3 separate regions of the Mus musculus genome follow, and all the other regions are linked to region 1. Evidence: chromatin contacts called from public HiCAR-type and promoter capture Hi-C data. All regions are on one chromosome and are shown on one strand. The core of a region is the stretch at or near the end of the contact, and the rest is flanking DNA. Distances in the headings are between cores, read along the strand shown. Region 1 holds the start of 4930570G19Rik (RIKEN cDNA 4930570G19 gene). Region 2 holds the start of Depdc1a (DEP domain containing 1a). Region 3 holds the start of Rabggtb (Rab geranylgeranyl transferase, b subunit).

Region 1 (3,926 bases), core at 650-3,149:
AGGGATATTGGCAAAGCAAGCCAGGTTTTTTTTTTTGGGGGGGGGAGGCAGGGGGACAGTGTAGGTGGGTCTATGGGAAGTGAAGAGCAAGGCAGGGCAGGGAGCCCTGTTTAGCGCTAAGCTTGACTGGTCATCAATTTATATCCAATGGGAAAGGAAATCTTCCCCTGGGCATACTTGGTAGTGTGGCTTCTGAGGAAAACAGGCTAGGGAGACCTTTCACCGACAAACACTCTGTTCATGCTCAGCTCAGTGAAAATAGGGGAAGACAAGAGGCAAAACTACAGACAGAAGAGAAAGGGAAGTGTGTGTTGGGGGTTGGGGGGTGCACGTGTGGAGTGAGTGTGGAGTGTGCATCCTTTAAACACTGGGGGGGGGGGTTCTGAGTGTGAATCATTTCTCACAGGAGGGAAGTGCCAGTGTATGAGAGGATGGGAGAGCTGAGAGGGAGTGTGCTCATAAAATCGAGATTTATGGGATCTGAATATGGTACTGGACCTTGAGTGTGGGTGTGACAGAAAAGTGCATGGGAGGCAAAGCTGGAGACAGATGATGGTCTGGGAGGGGAAGACAAGGGCTATGGTGAGGACCGGAAATTAGTGGAAAGGGAAATCTGGAAAAACAGGGAGAATAAGGAATGACAGGAACTAAGGTGTGAGGGAAACACTGGGAACACTATAGCATAGGAGTAAACCAGAGACTGGAGGCAATAGGGGTGACTGAAGAGGGAGTTGGAGAAATGGGATAGGGGACAGAGGAAGAGGGAAACACAGAAGGAAAGCAGCTACAGGAGGGGGAAAAAAGCTGAATGGAATATTTGGATCTTACTGTTCAAGTGAGAGGGAAAATAAATGGAGCACAGAGCCAGCAGTTGAGAAAAGTCGCTTACGGAGTGAAGCAGAAACAAGCCCTGTAAACTTGTCAGACTCCTGGAGTACCGCTGGCAGCAGAGCGGAGACCTGGCTCCAAAGTGGCACCTGCCCCTCCTTCAAGCCCCACACTTCCTAAGCCCGGGCTGCTTGGAAAGCGCTTTTCCCTCTCTCCCTAATCCAGCCAGACCCCTGCCCCGGGGTCCGAGAAGCCCAGGAAGGGTCATGCGTGGCTAGCCTGAGGTGTGGTGTTTTTGCTCGTGAGCAACAGCAGGATTCACTCTGGGTGTAAAGCAAGGTGCAGAGAGGGAAAGGGACGGAAAGACAGACTGAGGCAAGTGTAGAGAGGGCGCGCGGTCCCTACCTGAGCACCGCTGTGTCACCTTTCCTCACCAGCATGTTGTCCACGGCCGCCCAAGGGAAGTCCACGCTCTGCCCGGCCGGGAGGCAAGAGCACAGGCTCAGAAGCACCGCCGCCAGCCACTGGTTCGAGCAACAAGCGCCCTGCGCCAGGAGCACCATGTCCGTGCCTGCCAGGCTGCTCGCTCTCCGGCAGCGTCGGCTCCCACCCCCTGCTGCTGGCGAGGCTGCCCGATAACCAGGCGGCGCGCCACACGAGATTTTTTTTCCTCTTTTCCTTTTTCTGAGTGGGTGGGTGGGTTTCTTCTCTTTCTCGCCCCCTCCCTAGTTGTCGGGCGTAGTTTCCCTCTTTCCCCGGCCTCGCCTCCTTTCTGCTCCTCTGCAGCTTGCCTTCCCTCCCTCCCCTCCCGCCCCCTGGCACCGCGCTCCACCTCCTTCGGGGCGCCCGGCCGCGTCCGGAGCGTGGCTAATCCCTGGCGGCCGCACACCGTCCTGCGAGGCTGCGAGCAGAGCGCGGGAGGCGGCGCAGGCAGCGCGGGGCGCAGCAGCGGCCGGCGGCCCCCGGGCTCGCGCGCGTTGCCAAGCGGCCGTTTCCGTAGCAACCCCGCCCAGGGATGGAGGACCAGGCAGGGAGGGGGGCCGGAGAAGCGAAAGAGATAGATCAAAAAGAGGAAAGAAGAGGGACTGGGAAGCTAGGGCGACTGAGGATACGCCGAGGTCTAGTCCGGCTTGGCAGCGCGAACTAGAGAGCTTTGCGAGCCGCGGGGCTGGGAAGTCAGGGCATAAGGGCCAGGCCTGCCCTCTGGTGCTTTCGGCTCCTCGGGCCCCCGACTTTAAAGTGCTCAAGTTGGGGTCGGCGCCATCATGACGCCTGAGACTGAGTGAGTTGGCTTTTTTTGTTGTTGTCTTGTATTTTTTTTTTAATCCTGACTAGCTAATAGCGCTGTTAATAAACTGCCAGTTAGCTCTCTCTTCTCTCTCTTCCTCTCCTCTCCTCTCCTCTCCTCTCCTCTCCCCTCCCCTCCCCTCCCCTCCCCTCCCCTCCCCTCCCCTCCCCTCTCCTCTCCTCTCCTCTCCTCTCCTCTCCTCTCCTCTCCTCTCCTCTCCTCTCTTCTCTCCCCTTCCTGTTTCCTTCCCTCCGTTCCTTATTTTTCCTTTAGTGGGGGTATTTCTTTTCACCCTCTCTTGGAGATAAGCAGGGATTGTGGCGGCGCTGCTGCTTTACGGGGACAGTATAGTGATTCGGGCATGCCGACCGAAAGCTAGTGCGTGTGTGAGTCCGCCTGTGCGTACTGGAGAACGCCTGCCCTTCTCTGTGCGTCTTGATACTAACTTGCGCATGAGTGTGTGTGCGCGTGTGGTGTCAGCACAGAGTGTCCACTTGTGAGAGGGAGATGGAGTGTGCAGGGCGCGTGCTGGGCCCGGGAGCGCGCGACACGCAGGCGCAACGGGAGGGATGGGCGGGCCTTACTGGGATGCAGAGTTGGAGGAGGCTGCAATCAGTGTTTTAATTGTGTGGAGCTAGGCGGTCCTGTTATGTAAGAGGCAGTTTAACCCATTTGAGCCTACTGGGCGGAAGGCTTGCGCATTCGGTTGAAGCCAAGGCATTCCTCGGCTTTAAAGAGTCCCAGTTGTATTTTTTTTTTTCACCGCCTCCCAGTTGGGGTGGACCTGCATCCTTTGAGCAGTAACCTCAACCCCTCAAGGGGCAAGCAGTGTCCCGCGGATCTGCTAGCCTACGCCCAGGTCAGGGCAAAACAGGGTACAAGGCACGGGGGTCACCCCATAGTCCACTCTTCCCCCCCCCCCACCCCCTTTCTGGCACTCATTTTCAACCCTAAGATCCTAGAGGTCTTCCAGGCGATTTGCAAATCAATGAGAGAATCTGAATCCAGAACAGCGATTCCAGTGCCCATGAGGAGTTTGGGAAGCTGGTGGTTAGAAATAACTTACCCTCACCACTTGGTTTCCCCCACCTTCCGCCTGTAGCGGTATTTACAAAACACATTCGTCTTTCACTGGTGCTCATTTGAACTCCTTTATTTATTTATTTATTTATTTATTTATTTATTTATTTTATTCTTTTATTTTTTTCTGAACGCCAGCAGGGCCCCGCGGCAGAGCGCACTGAAGCAAGGATCTCTGCAGGGGTCAGCATCCGGCTTCCTCCCCAGACTGAGCTCTTGATGAGGCAGGCAGGAGTCATAGATGTTGGTGGTACCCAAGGTGGCTTTTTATTTTTTATTTTTATTTATCACGTTGTCTAAGGATAGATGGGGTAGGGCCAGCAATTCACATCACCCGGGACCACCCAGACTGACTATCCAGGAGCCTCTAAGCAACATCACCACCCTGCAGAAGATTCCCTGCGAGGCTCAGCAATTAACGGAGAGGTTTGCAGCAGGAGCTACTGATGTGATTAGTATTCAGGCTTAATTCTCAGAACCCGCTCGGGAATTGAAAGTGCGGTAGTATTCAGCCGCATTTCGAAACATCAATAAAATGTTAGTCATTTGCGGATGAATGAAAACATTTTTCTTTACCGTCTGCTGTGCTAGGGAAATTATTGTCAAATGGCAGCCTCCCACTAATATTGATGCCAGATACCTAAAGCTCTCCTCTTGTGTACTTCATTTAACATTCTTGGCAGTGCACTCTGGATAAAGCTTAAAATTATCTAGGACAAACGAGGTATTA
Region 2 (3,926 bases), core at 737-3,236, 2.9 Mb before region 1:
ATCACAAAATAAAATTGAAACAAAATGAACAAACAACAGCAAAAGACAGATTCTCTGTCTAGAATCTGTGTTCAATTACTGTACTAGCCAGATAAGATTTCTGGCATGCAGCAATTATAATGCCAAAGGGCTTTTAATGCTAGGTATTTAGTACAGTATCTCTTATGAAGATTCCTATAGTGCTGGGCCTAGTGGCAAAGCTTGGTGGATCTCTGTGAGTTCAAGTACAACCTGGTCTGCATGGTGAGTAGCAGGACAGCCAGAACCACATAGAAAGACCTGCCTTAAAACAATCAATCAAGCAAACAAATATCTATAAGGAACATAGATAGTAGAGATAAAATGATTAGTAAAACAAATCCATTGCACATTTAATGAACTTATGAATATTTATGTAAAGAAAACCATTTATTTTCTGAGTTACCTTCAAATACATCAACTTTCTAGATTTGTGACATCAACACTAGAACATAATACAATTAACACAACTTTTTAATAGAAAAAAATCATGTTAGAAACAGATTATTAACCTTATATATGAGACTATTAATTATATTACTACTGTATCACGTGTAAGATCACAATATTGGTTTTACAGCTGAAAAACAGTAAATATAATTATTTTTCCCCAAACCTCTCTCATTACTTTCAAGAAACTGTACTGAACTGCTTCACCACAGTAATAAAGTAACATGTGACTCTGCACTCACAGATGTCACAATATTTTTGAAATGTGATGGATTTGTAAGTTCCCAGGCTGAAACATTTTGTATTTGCTTAAACTTTAGTCTTACTTTTTGTTTATAAATCTTTGTTCTTTCCTTCCCTGTACCTCAGTATCCTTGTATTAATATCTATCTTGTGGTAATCAACAAAACCCTTATTTTATGTAAATTTTTGTTAGTACTTGACATTTTTGTGTGTGGGGGGTTGCTTATGTTACTTTCATATAAGATGGTAAATTCATATAAGATGTGACAGGACTACCTCATTAAGGTACATTTCAAAACTAAATTCCATCCTTTCTACTGATAAACATAACCACCACTACTTGTTGAGCACTAGAATATCAAGATCACCCTGACAGAAAGTGGTACATTTTCTAGTTCTTCCATCCATCATTTATGTGGCTTTCAGAGAGTTCCTTCTTTGAAACTTAGTTCCCACAAGGTAAAGTAGGGCCAGCATTTGTGAGAAGACAATTTGCTTGTTATTCTATAGACTATCACACATTCTCATACACAGAATATTTTTAGAAAATCTCTTAAAGTGGGCATGTATTGTGCCATTGTACCAATGTGGAAACTGAGGTTAGGTGAATCTCAATGTAATCCAAATGCGCAGCCCCAGTGACTATTAAAAGTGATTACTAAAGTACTCGGGGTTTAGGTTGAATAGTTCTTTCCTAGTGCTACTCACAAATTCTATAGGGTCAATAAGCCAAGCTGTCATGCCTGGGCTTCCAGACTTGAAACTTTAATTTCTAATTCTGAGAGGCTGTAGATTACAAGTGAAAAGTGGCTAAGACTATTATGCGAATCAGGGGGAAAGAAGACATCTGAGGAGTTGTCTCGCAGAGTCAGAAAGTGATACAATTTTGGGGTAGAGCACTTTGGATCTGAAACTGAGAAATACCAGAGAGGAGTGCAAATCAAAGACCCGGACAGGAGCAGCTGCATCTCAGCACCTTTCCCTCAGCACCTTTCTCCGAAATCTAGGCGCCTTGGCTCACTCGGGATACCAGATCCCTGGCTCACGAATCTAGTAGCTCTGAATCCCCTCAGGAAACTTTTTTACACCCAGGATCCCTCGGAAAACCTCGGTCTCTGGTCCCTCTCCTCCACGTTCTTACCAGCTTGGTGGCCCGGTAAGGTCCAAGAGGAGCACCCTGACGCTCCATGCTATCATTGCCGGGCTGAGAGGCTGCGGAAAGTGCGCGGTAGCAGGAACCTCTGTGGCCTGGAGTTGGTGTCGGAAACAACTGCCGCGCTGCTGATTTGAATATCTCCGAGCGAAGCTGATTGGCGGCGCCATTGAGTCACATGATGCTACACGGAGGGGAAGGCGCTGTGACGCGAGCACAGCTTGTCTGGGTGGTGCAGGAGAGCTGTGGAGCACAGAACCAAAGCGATTGTATAGCTAAAGAATGGCACGACAGCAGAAACGACTCTCCCTTCTTGATTCTAGGGGCTCTTCAGCAATGTTAATATAAGCCAGGCTGGGTTTCACCCGGACACTACCCCTAAAAGACCTCGGTGTGTGTTTGTTTATTTTCTTTCAAGCTCTGTCTCTGTCTGTCTCTCTGTCTCTGTTTGTCTCTGTCTCTCTCTGTCTCTCTCTGTCTCTCTCTCTCTCTCTGTCTCTCTCTCTGTCTCTCTCTCTGTCTCTGTCTCTCTGTCTCTTTGTCTCTCTGTCTCTTTGTCTCTCTCTCTCTCTCTCTCTCTCTCTCTCACACACACACACACACACACACACACACACAAGTTTCAAACCCTGGACAAGCAGCTTAGATACCTATTTGACATATCAAAACAGACTTTACTTGCAGGTTTCCCTATCATCTTTCAGTCCCTACCTGTTAGAGGGTAGTGCTGGCTTATGTGACATGTGTACACCAAATGTCTATATTTGCCATGATTTAATATGATTTTTTCAATTAAGATGAATTATTACTGTTTAAAAATCAGTTGTCTTTAGTTGTACTGTTTTATAGGACCAAGATACATACATTTGTGTGTTCACACCTCTGTAAAAATTCCTTTGACTTGCTCTTCTATCACCTTCTAGAAAAGGTAGTGATTTATATAATAACAATGACATAGAAATCATTTGCACAGAATAGTGAAAACATTATGAATTTTTGTTGTCGTTGTTGAGAAAAGGTCACCAAAAAGTCTGGAAATTAACCTTTATAGTAGAAATTCATAGAAAAAGGAACATTCTCTTAAAGTAGTTGACATTTATTTATAAATTTCACATCATCTGTTTTCTTGTCCACATTTTACTTGCAGTACCAACATTTTCTTTCTCCGTCTACTTCTCTTATTCTTTTGCACGATCTTTAATATGTATGTGTATTTACTAATATGTGTATTTGTATATGGTCTGATTTATTCGCTGCTTTACTAGCTTCATGAAGAGAAGATTTATTGAAAAATTGGAAGAACATCAATCTGGATGAATGGGTCTGTAAAGGTTTACTCTATGCAAAAAAAGTTGTCTCTTTTAGAAGTTTTTCTCTTAATTTGCCTAAATTTACACTGAGCACACATTCATGATTTATATAAGTTGTGAAGTAAATAAATCAATGATGTATTTTCTAAATCACTATGATAACCTTAATGAACTATGTGGAATGTGTGGAAAAGTTATGAAGCCTTTCTTTTTGGTAGGGTCTGTTTAAGAAGGAAATACCAGAGCTGATTGTGATTTAGAGTGAGCCACATGGAGAGAGGGTGTTTATTGAGAAAATAAACAGAATCATGAAGCCATGGTAGAATGGAGTTTTAAGGGGATTTTAAGAGTGATATGAAGTTGTACAGGCAAAGCATAATAATCCAGGTTACTTGCCTTCTAAGTATGAGTTTCACCTTAAAACATGACAAATCTACTCCTGTTAATCTTGCTTCTGATTTTAATAATCATTTTTCTGTAGATAGCTGCAGTGTGCATGAAGATATTTATATCTAGTTTTGCTTTCTATAGTTTATTCCCCATAAGGTATCTGGTGAACTTTTTACCAGATAGTCTCATTTATTTTCCCTTGCTTTGTTATGGTATGCATTTGTATTATATCTACATTAACTGCAGACAAGATATGTTTTGATTCTTGTTTTCAGAAATCACATGTATTTTATAGAAGTGTAAAGGACAACAAGTGTATATTAAATTTACAGAGTTATTTTTTATTTCTGTTTCCTTTTCAA
Region 3 (3,926 bases), core at 465-2,964, 2.6 Mb after region 1:
GCCAAGAGTCTCTGCATAGAAAGGCTTATCTGAATATGGCTAAGAGTAGCATTTTTTTAATGAATATAAGCATAGATATTCAGAAGGCAGCCAACAAACTTTAAAATGAGAAGTGTGGCACACAATTTGTATTTTACGATTACAGCATTTTCCAGTTTAGACTGGCCACATTCCAATCCCTCCCGTGGCTGTATCTGACATCTTGGCTTTAGAGTGATAAATGAACTTATAACTAGTTAGTTGCATTGCAGCTATAGTTCTTTAGGGTGGGGAGGCATACTTTATTCTTTGAAGAGGCAAACTGGGCGGGGGAGATCGCATGCCTAGCATTTTCAGTTGTGAGTTCAAGGCCCAGGACTTTAAAAAAAGGTTAAAAATGAAGAGGTTAAACCATATTAATTTACCAGCACAGAGTGGAAAAATTAACCTTATTTTAATGATTTCTGGGATCAAAACGAAGCATGTATTTTCACCTGGTGTCTTTCAAGGATCTTTCCATAGCAATATATGTGGCGCTTTTTGATTAGCTGGGTAACAGACACTCTATAACTGATCAATCTTCGAGGGTATTGGGGATAGGGACTCGAGCTCAGGTTGGCTTCCAAGTGCCTACACAGCTGAGGATTTGGATCACTGATCCTCCTGCCTCCGCTTTCCCAGTGCTGGGATAACAGGTCTGCACTAGCACTCCGGGTTTGAACGCTGTGGTTGACATCAATGTCCAGGCTCCTTGAATGCTAAGGAAAGCTCTTTGCAAACTGAGCGACATGGGGTCCTTCAGGCAGACTCGTAGCCGGCTGCATCGTGACCGCGGAGTCCTTCAGGCAGGTGTGCGACCGGCTAAATCGCGGCCGCGGGGTCCTTCGGGCAGAGCGTGGCCAGCTACGTAGGGCGTGGGCGGCCGGGCGGGCGCGTGTGCGCAGGCGCGCGGGCCCTGACTCCCCGTGCTCCCGCGCGCTTCAGTCTTTCGGCGGTCGGACATGGTGAGAGCACCGTCGCTGCGGTGCGCGGAGGCAGGGGTGGTCTGGGCGGTGGGTCGGGCTGCGGGGCATCGCGGGCTCGCACAGCATGGGGAACAGGCGGGCCTGCAAGGCGATCATTCTTGTGGGGCCCAGGCTGGCCTGGAGCTCTCCGCAATGCCCCTGCCTCGGCCTCCTTAGGCCATACTTGGACTGCCGCTTGAGCTGTGTATGGCTCAGCGTTTTCTGCACTTCTCGAGGCCTGGGATCTTATCCGCGGACCGTGGGCGAGCCTTCCTGGATTGGGCCGCCTGATATTTTTTCTTAACATCGGGGACTTGTACGTGCCTGTATTTTGAAGGTTACATGATCATTTACGAATGTTGTTTCATAGTTAAACATTTTAACTGGGATGGAAGGAAGTCGGCCTTGGCCCACGCCTTTTAATCCTAACACTCTTGGATTAAAGAAGTGAGGCAGAAGCAGGTGGCCTGGTCTACACAGGGAGTTCCAGACCAGACAGGGCTTCATAGCCGAGACTCTGAATAAAGTAGGAAATTTATTTTGGCAATCGCTTTGACCTACTTATTGGGTGAGTCTTAGAATCGAAGGTGGAATTTGGAGCTAATGGGTCTGATTATTTAGCAAAGGGGTTAGCATGTGAAGACTGTAGAAAGGTGCGCTGAAGCCTCAAACTTGTTAAGCAAGAGTGTGTATTTCTGGCATAACTCAAAAGATAAGCGTCAAGATTCGGGTCAATGATGAGCTGGCATGTATTCTGAATCTAAAGTTGATTATAAACCACTTTAGCTCTAGAATTACTCTGAGACCTGAAAGAAAAAAAGTACTGAGATCTGGCTATGTGTGAGTCTGAGATGTCACGATTTCCGGATGGTGAATGGGATCTCTGCTTTTTTCTTGGAAGGGCACACAGCAGAAAGACGTTACTATCAAGTCAGATGCGCCTGACACCCTGTTGCTGGAGAAGCATGCCGATTATATTGCTTCCTATGGCTCAAAGAAAGATGATTATGTGCGTATGATTCTTTTTTCTGTTGAAAGGTTTCTAAGACTAACAGCAATAAGTATAATACTTACTTGTATAATACTAATTGAGAGGCCTGATTTAAAATGTATTATAGGTGTACCTTGTATATCAGAGGTTGGTATTTGACCACATCAGTCATGTGCTGGTACATAAAGGGCGGAAGTGCAGGGCTGCAGGTAGAAGGGGTTTGCTCATTTCTGTCTGGGGTAAAACCTTGAAGGTCAATGATGTGTTGGCATGTATTATCTGAATTCGCTGATGTGTCATAACACTTTAGCTCTAGAATTACGCTGAGACCTTGAAAAGGTTTTACCTAAACTTGATGTAATGGTGTGCCTGGGGAAATGGCCGGGGAGGTTGCCAGCAGCAAGCAGGGGTGGCTGAGTTTGAGAAGGCCCAAGCTGTGGGGGGACCCTCCAAGGAGGAGTCATTTGGGTAAAAGTATTTGTGCAGCAGCTCTCTGTCTTAGAGAGCGTGGCATTTGACTGTCTTTACAACTTTTCAGTTAGTGGGAATCATAGGCCCAAATGTGTGGCCTTCTTGCCAACTGTGCACCTGGTTCTTTTGGGTTTGGTTTGGCAGCACGCCAGTGAGGCCTTCACCTGAATAAATGCTTGTGAGGTAATGCTTCATTTGGTTCCCATCTTTAGCGTCATTTATCTTTCCGTATTCATAGACTTCATTTGTAGAATGCAATAATTGATGCTTAGTAAACAGTAGGCATCAATACTGCTTTTGGTTAATTCACCTGAGGTTAGCACTTGGAGACTAAGAGTATTGGCTCTCAATCTTCTTGCTGCTGTGACCTTTCCTAACAGTTCTACGTGTTGTGGCGATCTCCGACCATGAGATAACTTTTGTTGCTACTTACTTCATAACTAGTTTCATTGTTAGGAATCAGAATGTGGGGCCCAAAGGGTCGGCAACCGCCACTCTAAAGCCTTACGAGTTGTTCACAGCTGACTTAGGTAGAGGTGGGTTATGTAAAGTCAGAGTGGCAAATCTGAGATGCTTCTCCTAGGAATACTGCATGTCTGAATACCTGAGAATGAGCGGCGTCTATTGGGGCCTGACTGTGATGGACCTCATGGGACAGCTTCATCGCATGAACCGAGAAGAAATCCTGGTGTTTATCAAGTCGTGCCAGCATGAGTGTGGGGGAATAAGTGCTAGCATTGGGCACGACCCCCACCTTCTGTACACGCTCAGTGCTGTCCAGGTGAGCCCTTGTGAAACCTTGCCACTTGCTGTGACCACCCAAAGGCTACTTCCCACAGGTCAGTGATGTCATGGCATGTATTAGCTGAATGCTAACCTGATGCAAGTTACAAATTACACTGAGACCTTGGAAGGTGAACTCCTTGTGTATGTTAATTGAAGCACAGTCCAGTTCAAATTTGGTTTCAATGAAGAGCCAGAGGATAGTTAAAGCCCTACCTGTTTCTTACCTTATCAAGGGAACAAGAAGTTTATAGTAAGCTTGAGAGGGCCTGGTGGGTGACTCTGATCCAGGACAAACCTGTGACACCCGCTTGTCTTTCAGATTCTTACTCTGTATGACAGTGTTCATGTTATCAACGTAGATAAGGTCGTGGCCTATGTTCAGAGCCTACAGAAAGAAGATGGCTCCTTTGCTGGAGACATTTGGGGTAAGACCAGATTGCAGTTTTTGTCAGCTACTCCTACTCAGAATATCTTTTGTCTTGGTGGTAGTAATCATAAGATTTCAAGTTGTTCCGTCTTTTCAGGTCCCACTAAGCAGTTGGTCTAACTGGAATAAAATGGCCTGCTGGAAGTCCCAGCATGCCCCGTGCTGGCTTGTCAGCACACCACACTAAAAGATAAGGTAGGTTCAAGTTTTATCTCCAATAATAATTAACTTCCCTGAAGGTAAAGACCTGGGGAGGTCTCTAAACGTT

Evidence for each region. Promoter capture Hi-C pulls out the DNA fragments that hold promoters and counts their contacts. HiCAR-type assays count read pairs that join an accessible place to other places.
Region 2: a promoter capture Hi-C map of cranial neural crest shows a contact between it and region 1. The contact joins the promoter of Depdc1a here to the promoter of 4930570G19Rik in region 1. A contact is called at or near these places in 2 of 39 promoter capture datasets (cranial neural crest and liver).
Region 3: a contact with region 1 is called in a HiCAR-type map of astrocytes, with 5 times the contacts expected there. The contact joins the promoter of Rabggtb here to the promoter of 4930570G19Rik in region 1. A contact is called at or near these places in 2 of 39 promoter capture datasets (the 3T3-L1 cell line and hippocampal neurons) and 1 of 115 datasets of contacts at active chromatin or transcription factors (astrocytes).

Annotation. Positions count from the first base shown.
Region 1 is chr3:156,559,660-156,563,585 of GRCm38.p6, reverse strand. 4930570G19Rik (RIKEN cDNA 4930570G19 gene) reads left to right here and starts at 1,899. Exons shown (of 4, transcript NR_040399.1): 1 at 1,899-2,110. Negr1 (neuronal growth regulator 1) reads right to left here and starts at 1,792. Exons shown (of 7, transcript NM_001039094.3): 1 at 1,234-1,792. The coding sequence starts at 1,391.
Region 2 is chr3:159,493,493-159,497,418 of GRCm38.p6, reverse strand. It overlaps Depdc1a (DEP domain containing 1a), which reads right to left and starts at 1,986. Exons shown (of 12, transcript NM_001172092.1): 1 at 1,853-1,986. The coding sequence starts at 1,900.
Region 3 is chr3:153,909,991-153,913,916 of GRCm38.p6, reverse strand. Rabggtb (Rab geranylgeranyl transferase, b subunit) reads left to right here and starts at 1,714. Exons shown (of 8, transcript NM_011231.2): 1 at 1,714-1,992; 2 at 3,029-3,226; 3 at 3,551-3,656. The coding sequence starts at 1,858. It overlaps Gm24494 (a small nucleolar RNA gene), which reads left to right and starts at 2,227; the gene lies at 2,227-2,307. Snord45c (small nucleolar RNA, C/D box 45C) reads left to right here and starts at 1,728; the gene lies at 1,728-1,788. Snord45b (small nucleolar RNA, C/D box 45B) reads left to right here and starts at 3,306; the gene lies at 3,306-3,350.